2 separate regions of the Mus musculus genome follow, and region 2 is linked to region 1. A link is a contact called in public HiChIP or PLAC-seq data. All regions are on one chromosome and are shown on one strand. The core of a region is the stretch at or near the end of the contact, and the rest is flanking DNA. Distances in the headings are between cores, read along the strand shown.

Evidence for each region. HiChIP or PLAC-seq counts read pairs in DNA pulled down with a chosen protein or histone mark.
Region 2: an H3K4me3 HiChIP or PLAC-seq map of forebrain shows a contact between it and region 1, with 5 times the contacts expected there. The contact joins two enhancer-like sites. A contact is called at or near these places in 1 of 39 promoter capture datasets (hippocampal neurons), 4 of 15 datasets of contacts at CTCF or cohesin (CD8 T cells, the NIH/3T3 cell line and large pre-B cells), 17 of 484 Hi-C or Micro-C datasets (the 63-12 cell line, B cells, the BV-2 cell line and 12 more), 24 of 115 datasets of contacts at active chromatin or transcription factors (the NIH/3T3 cell line, acute myeloid leukemia, bone marrow-derived macrophages and 12 more) and 1 of 9 other capture datasets (embryonic stem cells).

What each region holds. Positions count from the first base shown.
Region 1 is chr13:97,003,000-97,009,713 of GRCm38.p6, reverse strand. No RefSeq gene overlaps it. Among named protein-coding and RNA genes, the nearest start is that of Gm41028, 9.9 kb to the left of the region's middle. Within about 2 kb of position 1,318, at least 157 of the 459 cell types and tissues checked have an H3K27ac peak or open chromatin away from gene starts, as enhancers often do. A contact at or near this core is called in cerebral cortex, cortical neurons, forebrain and 1 more, where this site is marked.
Region 2 is chr13:96,875,076-96,881,637 of GRCm38.p6, reverse strand. Ankrd31 (ankyrin repeat domain 31) reads right to left here. Exons shown (of 26, transcript NM_001370928.1): 23 at 2,515-3,493. Among named protein-coding and RNA genes, the nearest start is that of Gcnt4, 46 kb to the left of the region's middle. Within about 2 kb of position 2,732, at least 22 of the 459 cell types and tissues checked have an H3K27ac peak or open chromatin away from gene starts, as enhancers often do. A contact at or near this core is called in cerebral cortex, cortical neurons, forebrain and 1 more, where this site is marked.

The DNA of each region.
Region 1 (6,714 bases), core at 69-2,568:
AACACGTGGAGGGGAGAAGTAGCTGAGAAGACAGACTTTAGAAATTGGGGTACAATTTGATGGATGACAGACGCGAGAAGAAACAGATGATCTGTATACACGTCGTCAGGGAGTCAGATCAGCAGCTTGGTTCGGAGAGGCTGAACTCTGTGGAAGGGAACTGATATATGCCAATCCTGGGCTTTGTCACCACATGTAGGAAAAATTACAAAGTAAATAAAAAATAAATAAAAGGAAGAACACGGGGCTAGAGAGATGGGTTAGTGGTTAAGAGCACTCACTGCTCTTCCAGAAGTCCTGAGTTCAATTCCTAGCAACCACATGGTGGCTCATGGGATCCAATGCCCTCTTCTGGTGTTCTTTGAAGACAGCTACAGTGTACTCACATACATAAAATAAATAATCTTTAAAAAAAAGTTGGAAGAACGCCACTGATTTTAAATATGGTGAAGAAAGTTTATTGTAGATAGCATAGACAGAGGCAAGGACTTCTGGGAGGGTTCAAAGCTGACAAGTTTCTGAGCAGGAACTTGTGAGGGAAGAGGGGAGAGGAGAGGAGAGGAGAGAGGAGAGAGGAGAGAGGAGAGAGGGGAGAGGAGAGAGGGGAGAGGGGAGAGGGGAGAGGGGAGAGGGGAGAGGGGAGAGAGAGCCAGGAGAGTAAAGGGTAGACAAAAGCCCTGGTAATCAAAATGGCTGCATTATATAGGGAAGCCCACCGAGGGGAAGGAAGGGCAGCCCAGCTTCTGAGCTGGAGAAGTTTACGGTAGGGGGTAGGGTTTGTCAGCCAGAAGGATCCTGTAACACGTAGGGACTGAAGGATGTTGCTGTGATGTGTTAAACAGGCACCTCAGTAAACAGTTTGTTCCAGTTGGAGACAAAGAAGGAGAGACACACAGCAAGGGACCCAAGTAGTCCGCGGGAGTGCAGGGAGATGACACGGCTCCCTTTCCCGGGATAACTCTGCGTTTAAGTGATTTTTTTCTTGGTTAAGGATGGTTCTTTTCCCCTAATTAAGAATTGCTCTGTTTAGACGGAGGAAGGCCCGCAGCTTTAGTGAAGCACGCCCAGACAGGCTTTCAGTTTATCTGATCAGCCTGGAATGGCCACGGGAGTGCGAGGTGAAACCTTACTGGGGAGAGAAAAAGCCTGCCAGATGCTTGTCTCAAGCTGCCAGGCCGTTGCTTCTGGTGCGGAGGGCGGTGGAAAGGCTGGAAATGTTCTGGTTTTTGTTTTTGTTTTTCTATTTGTGGCACTCGCCTCTATTTGCCTGTCAGGGATCTAATTCCTAGTCTCTCCAATACACGGGCAATTATTTTTTTTCTCACCTCTAGATGGAGCTAGCTAAAAGCAACTCGTCAGGATTATTCCTGGCTTAACACCTTCTAAATCTATGTTTTATCTTTGCTGCCTTGTTGCCTTCTGGGAAGAAGTCCTCCCCCCCCCCCACCCCCCCCCCCGCCTCCTTTCCACCTGCATTGCCGGATGATTGTTTTTCTGCAGCTCTTAAATCTGATCCCTTTCCCTCTGAGTCATGGCGATTGTCTTCTCCCCCTCTCTATGTCCCTTGCCCGTGCAATCTAAAAGTCCTGCCCCATCTCCTTGTCCAGCCATTGGCTGTATGGCAATTCTTTATTATCAATCGAAGCCAGCTGGGGGCAGCGATGCTCAGGTCTGGATGTGCGGCTTTTGGGAGCTGAAGTAAGATAAAGCATTAGAATCAGTTTCCAACACATGTGCATAAGAATGACATAATTTACTATATCTCATGTACCTTCTAATCTTTAGAAAGCATTTTTCTTTCTCCACGTATATGCATGTTTACATGTATGGGGAACATGTGGAGGTGTGCATGTAAGTGGATATGAGCGCATTATGGAAGCCAGAACTGTTTTCAGAATTTTCTCCCATCGTCCTTCCCCCTTATTCAATGGGACGGGGTCCTGTCGAATCCTGTTTCTCTGTGGGGGTGGGGGTGGGATGTGCTCCGATCACTATCAGAAGGCGGCGGTAAGTCCGAAGTGGAAAGTACACAGAGGTTCCCATCTCCTCTCTGGGAACCGTAGGGAGTGGGGAACAAGGGGTTCATTTAACTTTCCCTCCCAGGAGGACTGCGTGTCAGACAGGGAGGGGAAAGGCAGAGCCAGGAACTGGGCGGAACCTGATCGGAGTGAGTGTGGAGGGTGGAAAGTACCGAAGGGGCTGAAAGAGAAAAGCCTTCCTCGGGAGTTTTAGGTTCGGCTCTTTAAGATGAAAGCCTTCCCATGGCGATCCCTTTTTTCCCCCGGAGTCAGGGTTTCTCTGTGTAGTCCTGGCAGTCCTGGAACTCAGTCTGTAGACCAGACTGGAACTCAGAAGTCCGCCTGCCTCTGCCTCTCAAGTGCTGGGATTAAAGGCGTGCGCCGCCACGCCCGATTTCCCATGGCGATCCTAAAGAGAAGATGATCCTTGCTTGTTAATACTGGTTTATTTGACCGTGGATGTGAAGGCATACCCTTTATTCAGGGATAAAATACCTTCTGTGGGAAGGAATACCCAGGAAGGGGTAAGCTCACTGGCTGAATACTTGGGGGGGGGGGGGGCTATCTATCCTCATTGGCATGGAGAACTCCAGATGTTTATGTTACACGATCCAGCAGCGCCATGGTCCTCAGTGGGGTATCATGGTTCCAGTACAGACAGAGGTAGGCAGGGGATGGCTCCACTCCTGTTCTCAAAGGGTCTGAGTTCATTCAACCTTACCATTCTTATGCCTGTCTGGTCACAAGGTCCCACATGCCCTACAGGGTCTTTAACCAAACTCAGAGCTAATTGATTATGGCTACTAGCCTTGCTAACCAGCTTGCTTTGGGAGCCCTCTGTCACTTTAATGTCTATGGCTTTCTGGTAAATTGGAGTGTAGTTTTAGTTGTGAGCCTAGTCTTTAATAGCTGAGCCATCTCTCTAGCCCAAAATTGTTTTTTTTTCCCCCCGAGACAGGGTTTCTCTGTATAGCCTTGGCTGTCCTGGAACTCACTTTGTAGACCAGGCTGGCCACGACAAAATTGGAATTTTTATAAAGTGATAAATCTGAATAATTTCAAATTGCTCAGATTTTAATGTTTGCATTTCATAGAGTTTGCTTTGCATTTATAAAGAGATGTTCAAGCCTATCTGAAGAAAGGATGTCAGATGGATGTCTTCATGAGGAAGACTTCCGGCCTGCGTGCTGTGTAGACTCTGCATATTTACCCTGCTTGCTCCTGCAGTATTTTTTTTTTTTTTTGTAATTTCCCCCTTTCAAACAAATGCAGATGGGATGGTGAACATAAACAATCGCCCTCCAATCACACCCACCCAGCAGCTTCCCTACAGAGTGTCAGGCTATCCTCTAATTTAGGATTCCAGTGTGCTGACACCATTCATTGTTCTTTTACTTATAGCTCACACCACACACACACACACACACACACACACACACACACACAGATCACACCCCACGCACACATGTCACACACACTCCCCTCATATATCACACACACTCCTCCATACATCACACACCCCCACATATCACAAACATCACACACATCACACATATACACACAATATCCCACATACATCACACACACCTCTCTCTCTCACACACACACATACCCCACACATCTCTCTCTCTCACACACACCACACATATCACACACACACATACATACTCCCACACACACACACATACCCCACACACACATATCACACACACACCACACACACCTCACACGCACTCACATCACAAATCCTTTGATTTCAACCCCTTGGTTTTGATGTGAGTGAACCATATTGAGCCTTTGTTAGACACTCTAGTTTTTTCTGGGACAACGTCAATTGCTTCTCAGGGGTTTGCCTCTGAATTCTTTGCTGTTCACTGGAGCTCTTGGGGAAAGTGGGTTAACTTTTATTGAGTCGTAAAGTGTGGTTTAAGTAGATGAGACACATTAAAAATCAAGGCAGGTATAGAGATATATGTGCCCTGAGGTGACTTCTTCCCTTGCCTGACCATAAAGTTCCCTGTCCTATGTCACAATTGTATTAGTTTTAAAAAAAATATATCCTTCCTGTGTGTCTTTATATAAACACAAGAGAGCTGTCTCTACCCTTCACAGAGCTAAGTTTGACGTTGCTTAGCTGTTTTGTTACTTATATTCGGTGCTTGCTTTTGAAATCAAAAGTATCAATGGATACTTTTTATCTTTTTATAACTCTGAGATTTTACAAGGCACAATTCAATCCGAGGTAGAGATCTTATTGATAATTGCAGAGACATTTGCTAGTTCATAATTATCCAACTAGATTAGCTCCATGCGTTTTTTTTAGTGGGTGGTGCAGTGAAGGCCAGAAGTCAACCTCTAGTATTGATTCTCTGGCACCGGGTACCTTAATTTCAGAGACAGGATCTCTCACTGGGACCCGGAACTTTCCAGCCTAGGCCTGCAAATCAGTGAACTCTAAGTACCCAATTGTTTCTGTGTCCCCAGCATTGGGGTTACAAATGTGAACCACCACGCCTGGCATTTTCATGTGGGTGTTGGAGCTGAACTCAGCTCCTCAGACTTGCATGGTGAGCACTTAACTGTGCTGTCTCCCCTGTCCCTTGCTTTGCTATACTACAGTTGTTGGCTTGTCTGGCTTTTCATTCTTGATTTTTTTTTAAACCAAAGAGAGAATTCATTGGGGGTTTAGTCATCACCTGAAGTCAGAGGGCATCAGGGGACTGAGGAGGAGAGCGTCTTTTCCCCAGAGCTAGCCCCCACCTAATGTGCTCTTTAATTTAATTTAATTTAATTTAACTTAATTTAATTTTTTTTTAAGATTTATTTATTGATTATATGTAAGTACACTGTAGCTGTCTTCAGACACTCCAGAAGAGGGAGTCAGATCTCGTTACGGATGGTTGTGAGCCACCATGTGGTTGCTGGGATTTGAACTCTGGACCTTCGGAAGAGCAGTCAGGTGCTCTTACCCACTGAGCCATCTCACCAGCCCTTAATTTAATTTTAATGAAAGTTATGTGTTTATTATAAATATATACAAAATTGAGAAAAGTAAATGTTTATAAAAAAATTCAGAGCCGGGCATGGTGGCGCACTCCTTTAATCCCAGCACTCGGGAGGCAGAGGCAGATGGATTTCTGTGTTCGAGGCCAGCCTGGTCTACAGAGTGAGCTCCAGGACAGCCAGGGCTATACAGAGAAATTCTGTCTCAAAAAACCAAAAGAAAAAAAAAAACCAACAAAAAAATTCAGATCTCAGAAATTATCATCAAAAACCTTGATATTCACCCCCAAACTTTTTAGACATTACAAAATACACCCAAGGTCATAGTATCAATGTAATACAACTCAGAATTCACTTAATAAAAGGTTTCTGTACTTTTAGAAAAAAGTTTTTGATTGTTTGAGATTGCGACTCACTATGTAGCCCAGGCTAGCTTTGAACTCACTATGTAGCTCATTCAGGCTTATTTTGAACTTGAAGTGAATCTTTTGTCTTGGTTCCTGAGTGTTGGGATTACAAGTATAAGCTACCACACCCAGCTATAAGTTAGAAATTCTCTAATACTCTGGCAATATCTGGTTAGTGTAGAGCATATATTGTTTTCGTGTCACCGAGATCTGAGTGTATATCGGGGGCATCTTTGGGTGTGTTGCTGACTGACAGTGTTAACTCATTCTTGTGAAACGAGAGTACCTGTATCTCCCTTTAGAGACTAAGTCTGGTAACACATGAGCTCTGTGTTTATTGAGTCATCATTGTCCTTTTGCAAGAGTCAGAAGCTGTGACCTCTGGGACAGCTCCTCGGTTTGTAAGTAAAGCTTTATTGGAACACAGCATTGCTCATTTGCCTATATATTGTCTGTGGCTACTTTCATACAAAAACAGTGGTTGTGATGAATTCTTTGGTCTGCAGAGACTGCAATGCTACTGTTGGGCTGTAGTGGACTGAGTATTTGTGTAGCCCTTAGGTTCACACCCTACATTTTCTTTCTTTCTTTCTTTCTTTTTTTTTTTTTTAAGATTTATTTATTTATTTCATGTTCGTGGGAACACTGTTGCTATCTTCAGATACACCAGAAGAGGGCATCAGATCTCATTACGGATGGGTGTGAGCCACCATGTGGTTGCTGGGAATTGAACTCAGGACCTCTGGAAGAGCAGTCAGTGCTTTTAACTGCTGAGCCATCTCTCCAGCCCACACCCTACATTTTCAAAACCCAAGATGATAGTATTAGGAGGAAAATGGGTGATAGACCAATGCTTTCCTGAATGGTTGGTACCATCATAAAATCATCTAGGAAGGAGCTCCCTCAGTCTTTTATTGGCCTATAGAGACACCACTAAGAAGATAGTTGGAAGAGAGGTCTGGGATAGCCTGGCTATACCAGCTCCCTCCAAAATGATAAACAACACACTTCTACTACTTAAAAGCAAACCTGGTTTGTGTTACTTTGTTACAGCATCCCCAATGAATTAAGACATTGGTCCTTAACTGGGTGGGTAGCTGCAGTCTCAGCACTATGACAACCGAGGCAGGAGAATGGCAAGTTTGATGCAAATCCCCTCTTCCCCCAAAACATTGACCTTCTATAGAAAAAGTTTGTTGATCCCAATTAAAAAGCAGCAGCACTATTTAAAAGCACAATCAGACACCCCGCCTCCACTCCCACTCCCAAGCCTCCATAGTGGCTAG
Region 2 (6,562 bases), core at 1,483-3,982, 130 kb after region 1:
GTAGGAGGACCAGCAGTCTCAATTAACCTGGACCCCTGAGGTCTCTCAAACACTGGACCACCAACCAGGCAGCATACACCAGGTGGTATGAGGACCCCAACACATATATGGCAGAGGGCTGCTGGGTTTGAACTTAGTCAGAGAAGATGCACCTAACCCTCAAGAGACTGGAGGCCACAGGGAGTGGGAGGAACTCTGGTGGGTGGGGTGGGGGTGGGGCCATCCTCATGGAGATGAGGGATGGGATGGGGAGGTACTGAATGAGGAACAGTCAAGAGGGTAGACTGGGAGGGAGGGGAATAAAATCTGGACTGTAAAAAAAGATTAAATAAAATTTAAAAGAAAAGGAAAAAAGAAAAATGAGCAACGGATCTGAACCAACCAATACCTGAACCAAAAAGTAAATATGCATGGTCACCCACCCGGCAGTGGTGGTGCATGCCTTTAATCTCAGGACTCGGGAGGCAGAGGCAGGTAGATTTCTGAGTTCGAGGCCAGCCTGGTCTACAGAGTGAGTTCTAGGACAGCCAGGGCTACACAGAGAAACCCTGTCTGGAAAAACCAAGAAAAAAAAAAAAAAGCATGGTCAATAGCACAAGAAAATATGTTCAACACCGTTAATTGTGGACATGCAAATTAAAACCATAATGACATAATGATGAAGCAGTACACACACACACACACACACACACACACACACACACACACACACACACACGCTATCGCACACACAATATAGCCACACTATATGTTAGCAAGGATAGAATTAGAGGGCTGACCATACTAAGCACTGGTGATGTGCAGCCACTAGAGCTCTCACGCACATGCACAAAAGGTTGGTGCATGCATCAGATTTTATAAATAACTTTGGCAATTTCCTTAAAGGGTAAATGTATACCTAACTTAGGATTCAGTAACTCCATTTATAGATACTTACCCAAGAAAAATGAAAGTCTATTTCATACAAAACCTGCATAAGAAAATTCATACTAGCTTTATATATAAAAGCTAACAGCTGGAAACAACATAAATATCTATGAGTTCTTGTTTTGACTTCTTCCAATGACAGACTCTGATCTGGAAGTATAAGCCAAATAAACCTTTTTCTCCCTAACTTGCTTTTTGGTCAAGGTGTTTTGTCCACAGCAGGAGAAACCCTGACTAAGACACTATCGTATCAGGTAAAACAAACCACTACCTAGAAATGAAAAGGGAATGAAAAAGGCGAATCTTAAATAATTAAGACTACAAGAAAAGAGTTTACAAAAATTAATATGTAAAGTATAATTCTCACAATTCAATTTCTTTTTCTTTTTCTTCTTTTAATGGTTTTAGAGCTTTATTGTAGAAAGGCAGGGAGAAAGGAGAGAAGGTAGAAAGAGAGAAGGGGAAGGGAGAGAGAGAAGGAGGCTAGAGAGTAAGAGTGGGGGCTTAAAGAGACAATTCAAATTCTTAGAGATGCAAAAGAGAAGCACAAAGCACAGCATCAGCTGTCCGAGGCAGGAAGAGAGATAAAGCAGGCTCTAAGAAGCATCAGGAGCAGATGGATAGTTTATTGTTTGTGGACAGAATTTCACAGGTAAGTACATATGTCATGCTTGTCAGATAGTATGCTTTGAATATGCATAGTGTGTTGTACACAAATTATACCCCACTAAACACTACTGAAGATTCATTAAGCTGATCCGGAGAAGTAGCTACAACTGTCAAAATCTGGGTAACTATAACTAACCTGCTAAAAATTGATGTGCTCTGGATAATGTAGTTTTTACTTATCAAAGTGGTTGTCAGGCAAACTAGAACATTGAAAGAAATGAGCTCAGAACCGTAATAGTAAACTTGTTCTTAGTGTGTAAGGAAAGCCTCGGGAGCAGGAAAAGCCTTTGTCCAGGGATGAGAAGAGCAGGAAACACAGTCACTTAGGTGAAATTCTGGTTAGGCAGGGGTGATTCTCAAAGAGCAGGCTACAAGCTAAGAAGCATATTCAAAGACTTGGTAATCTTTTTCACGCTAAATTCCTCTTTCAAAAAGTAAGAAGAAACTAAATGCTTTTAAATATGTTCATCTATTAGAATCTTTTCTTACCACCCACTTTTATGCATATATTATATTTTAGTTAAGTTTCTTACTGAAAGTGTGGTCCTAACTTTCTTACTGAAGTGTGGTCCTAAACTGAGCCTCTATGGAAGAAAAATTAACATGTACCTGGGAATGTCTTAGCACTGTACTGGTAGCTCTTGAACCTAGTTTGGAACTAATAACAACAATTTCCTATCTTTGCTATTAAATTCTTCCTGCTACAATATTATTGACTGACTGTAGTTGAGAACCAAAGGTGCTTATGAGTAAATTCTATCAGGGCAAATTCAGAATAGGGTATGACTGTGGATTTTCTTCTTAATGGGTATGTCCCTCCATTCAGAAAGCACAGCCAAATCTTATTTCCTTTATGCCTCTACTATGCTATCCAACACTACTTATAAAATCTGAAAGACTTTAGAGAAAAAAAAATACCTGTGTTTTAAATTCGAGAATGTTATTTCCTGGGTTAATTCTTCCACGTAATATCAAGTCTTTCAGCTGCACAGCTTTCTTTCTGGGAGTTGTGTTGCGGTGTGGAACGGTTTTAGTAGGATGTTGATGGGCAGACGCAGAGGAAAGAGAGCTCTGAGTGCTATCTGTGTGTGAAGCAGCAGCAGCGGAGTCTCTAAGACATGGCAGTGTCTGATGCACAGTGTAGGTGTCTAAGACAGCAGGGGCCTGCGGCAGAGGCTCTGCAGCTCCCGCAGATGGTTGCTGGGAAGCTGTCTTCTTGTTTCTTCTTTTCGGATTACAGCGGGAAAGCTTCTGACTGTGAGGATCAGCTGCTAGACAGGCACCATTTGGGGAAAATATGCTTTTATCTTCTGAAATATTTATAGTGCCAGTTAGTGCAGAACTATCAAATCCACAGCCTTTGACTGTAGCTTCTGCTTGTGAGTTTTCTGCGTGAGGAGTAAGAGCAGCAGGTTGGGATGATGATGCAATTTTCTCAGCGTCATCTGTGGGTTTAGATCTTAATAACCCACCCAAGGTACAATCCTGGACATTTTGTTTGGAATTTATGTCATTTCCAGAGAATTCTTCTCTTCTTATTGCCTCTGCATTTAAACAAATGTTAATCTTCTGGCTCTCACTCTCTATTTCAGGAGACAATGGTATTTCTTGCATGCTTCCGTAAGCCAGACTGACAGGAGCGAGTAAGCCTGGCTGGGCATGTGCTGAGTCTCCCATAGTAGGAGGCTCCTGGCTCTTCTTGTCACTACTGATGTCTGAGTTACATGGCAGCTTTCTTAAACCAACACCAGATACTGCTGTAGCATTCTTATAGTTTTGAATTTTCAGTCTTATCTTTTTCTGTTTCTTTGCTACAACTAAAAGACTCTTTTGTCTCGTGGCCAGGTTAGCCAGTTGTTCTCTCAAGGCCCCATGCTTAAATGACTCCATGGACACCCTATAAGAAAAAGAAAAAAATATTAACACAGAAGATTTTCATCATAGACTATGGGATATAAAAGATACTCCCTCTCTTAATGCGCATCAGCTTTAAGTATAATAAAATCTGTATTTGAGATATAGTTTCCTTTATAAGGAAACTGACATTTATTTCAGATGAGTTTGATTTTAAGATAGTTTTAAATTTACCACTTTTACTATTTTATGTAGATGAGTGTTTTTGCTGAATAATTTATATGCACCACTTTCACGCCTGGTGCCAGAGATCATAGGAAGGCTTTGGATGTCCAAGACTGGAGTTATAGATGCTTGTGAGTCAGCATGTAGGAACTGGGAATTGAACCCCAATCCTCTGAAAGGGCAACAAGTGCTCCTAGCCTCTGAGACAACTCTACAGTTCCAGGTTGCCTTTGTTAAAAACAGAATATTACATTATTTGAGTGAGCCTATAATGAAAACAGAACTTGGGCTATTGATAGTATATTGTGTGGCAGGTAGTCATTGGCAGCTGAATAGTACTACTGTTACTAAATTTTCACTTTGTTTATCTGGTTTAAAGAGGAAATGGTTCATTATAAATTATAAATGGGAGTAAACTCTACTAGGGTTCCATAGCTACAGAGTACAAGATTCTTTTTTGAATAATAATACTTCTCAATGAGACCTGAGAATGTAGTTAGTTCATTTGTATTCTAAATCTATCCTCAGGATTTTCAAGCTGAGAAGGATCCCCTAGAGAAAATATTAGCCCAAGAATCTTCAAATACAAGAACTCAGAATCTTAAAGACTAAGCTAGGAGAAGGGACTCATCCCACCACCACATTTGTCTTTTGGTTATATACAAGTCTCACACTGACCATGGCTTCAATGGCTCTGAAACTTTTTGACCTTAGGACCTATACATATATATATGAGTAACCCAAACAGTTTTTGTTTGTACAGGCTGTATCTACCACTATTTATTATTTTAGATTTAAAACAGAAAAATTCTAAAGAAGGATAGACCTTTGGGAAAATTCTATTGACTACTCAGAAGTGAATGAGAACAAATAGCATCTTAGTATTAGAGAACGCAGCTTCAACTTTACATAAAATGGTCTCAAGGACATACCAGTGGTCAAAGCATTTCCACTAAAATCAGGGACAAGACAAGGATGTCCACTCTCTCCATACCTAGGTAATATAGTTCTTGAAGTTTTAACTAGAGTAGTAAGACAACTAAAGGAGATCAAGAGGATTAGGTGTAGGCAAGGAAGAAGTCCAAGTATCTTTATTTGCAAATGTCACTAAAAGACCCTAAAAACTCCACCAGAAAACTTCTACAGCTAATAATTTTAGTTAAGTAGCAGGATACAATGTTAACACACAAATCACTAGCCTTCCTATATACAAATGACAAACAGTCTCAGAAAGAAATCAGAGAAACAGCACTTTGCACATTAGCCTACAGAAAAAAAGTCTTAGGGAATCTCTAACCAGCAAGTGAAAGACTTGTATGACAAAAACTTTAAGACACTGAATAAGACACTAAAAGATTCAAAGATTTCCCATGCTCATAGATTGGTATGATTTATATTGTAAAAATGGCTATCCTACCATATTTTACAGGTTCAGTGAGATCCCCATCAAAATTTCAATATAATTCTTCACAGAAATTTAAAAAAAATCAACTCCATATGGAAACATAGAAAACCTAGGATAACTGAAATAGTCCTGAATAATAAAAGAAGTGCTAGTATTATCACCATCCCAAATTTCAAGTTATACTACAAAGCTATAATGACAAAAGAACATGACCTTTGCACAAAATCAGATACTTTGTCAACAGATTTGAACTAAAGATTCAGATGTAAGTCTACACACTCATGGACACCTGATTTTAACCAAGAAGACAAAAATGCTGAAAAAAAGAATCATTTTCAGCAAATGGTACTGTCAAACTGGATGGCTGCATGTAGAAGAGAGAGAGAAAAAAATAGATCCATTATCTATCCAGTGGCCTGAAACTCAAATCCAGATACCTCAAGGACCTCAGCATAAAACCAGGTACCCTAAATCTGATATAGAAGAATGTGGAGAATAGACTTGAACTCATTGCTATAGGAAAAGAACTTCCTGAATAGGACATAAGTTTGCACAGGCATTGAGATCAACGATCAATAATTCATGAAGCTGAAAATCTTCTGTAAGGCAAAAGACACCATCATTCAGGCAAAGCAGCAGCCTATAGGATGGGAAAATATCTTAAACAACTATACATCCCATAAGGGTTAGCATTAAAATAAAAAAACCCTAAACATCATGAAAATAAATTATTTAGAACGGGGCATGAAAATAAATAGTTCTCAAAAGATGAAGCATTAATGGTTGAGAAACACTTAAAGAAATACCCAACATTCTTAGCATCAGGGAAATGTAAATTAAAACTACTTTGAGATTTCATCTTATACCAGATTAGAACAGCTAAGATCAATAAAATGTGCTAGTGAAGATACAGAGAAAGGGGAATATTTATCCATTGCTGGTGGGAGCGCAAACTCGTACAGCCACTATGGAAGCTAGTGTGGTGGTTTTTCAGAAGTGGGAAGTTGATCCACCTCAAGATCTGCCTCATGTTCCAGCTATATTACTCTTGTGCATATACCCCAAGAGTCTACATCCAGAGTCACTTGCTTATCCATGTTCAATTCTGTTCTATTTATAACAGCCAGAAACTAGAAAGAGCCTAGATGTCCATCAACTGAAAAATGAAAACGTTGTACTGTACATTACAAATTGAATATTACTCAACTGTTAACAAAAATCAAATTTGCAGGTAAATGGGTTGAATTAGGAAAAAAAATCATTGTGAGTGAAGTAGCCCAGACCCCAAAGGATAAATAAATATTGTATATTTTCTCTTACATGTGGATATTATCTTCCAGGCCTTTGATAATATGTGTTCTAAAATCCAAATAACTACAGAGGTTAGGTGTGAATCTGATACAAACACTGCTGTGGTGAGAAAAGACAGGAGCTGACTGTTAGATGAAAGCTCAAAGGGGCGGGAAGACAAAGGAAGAAGAG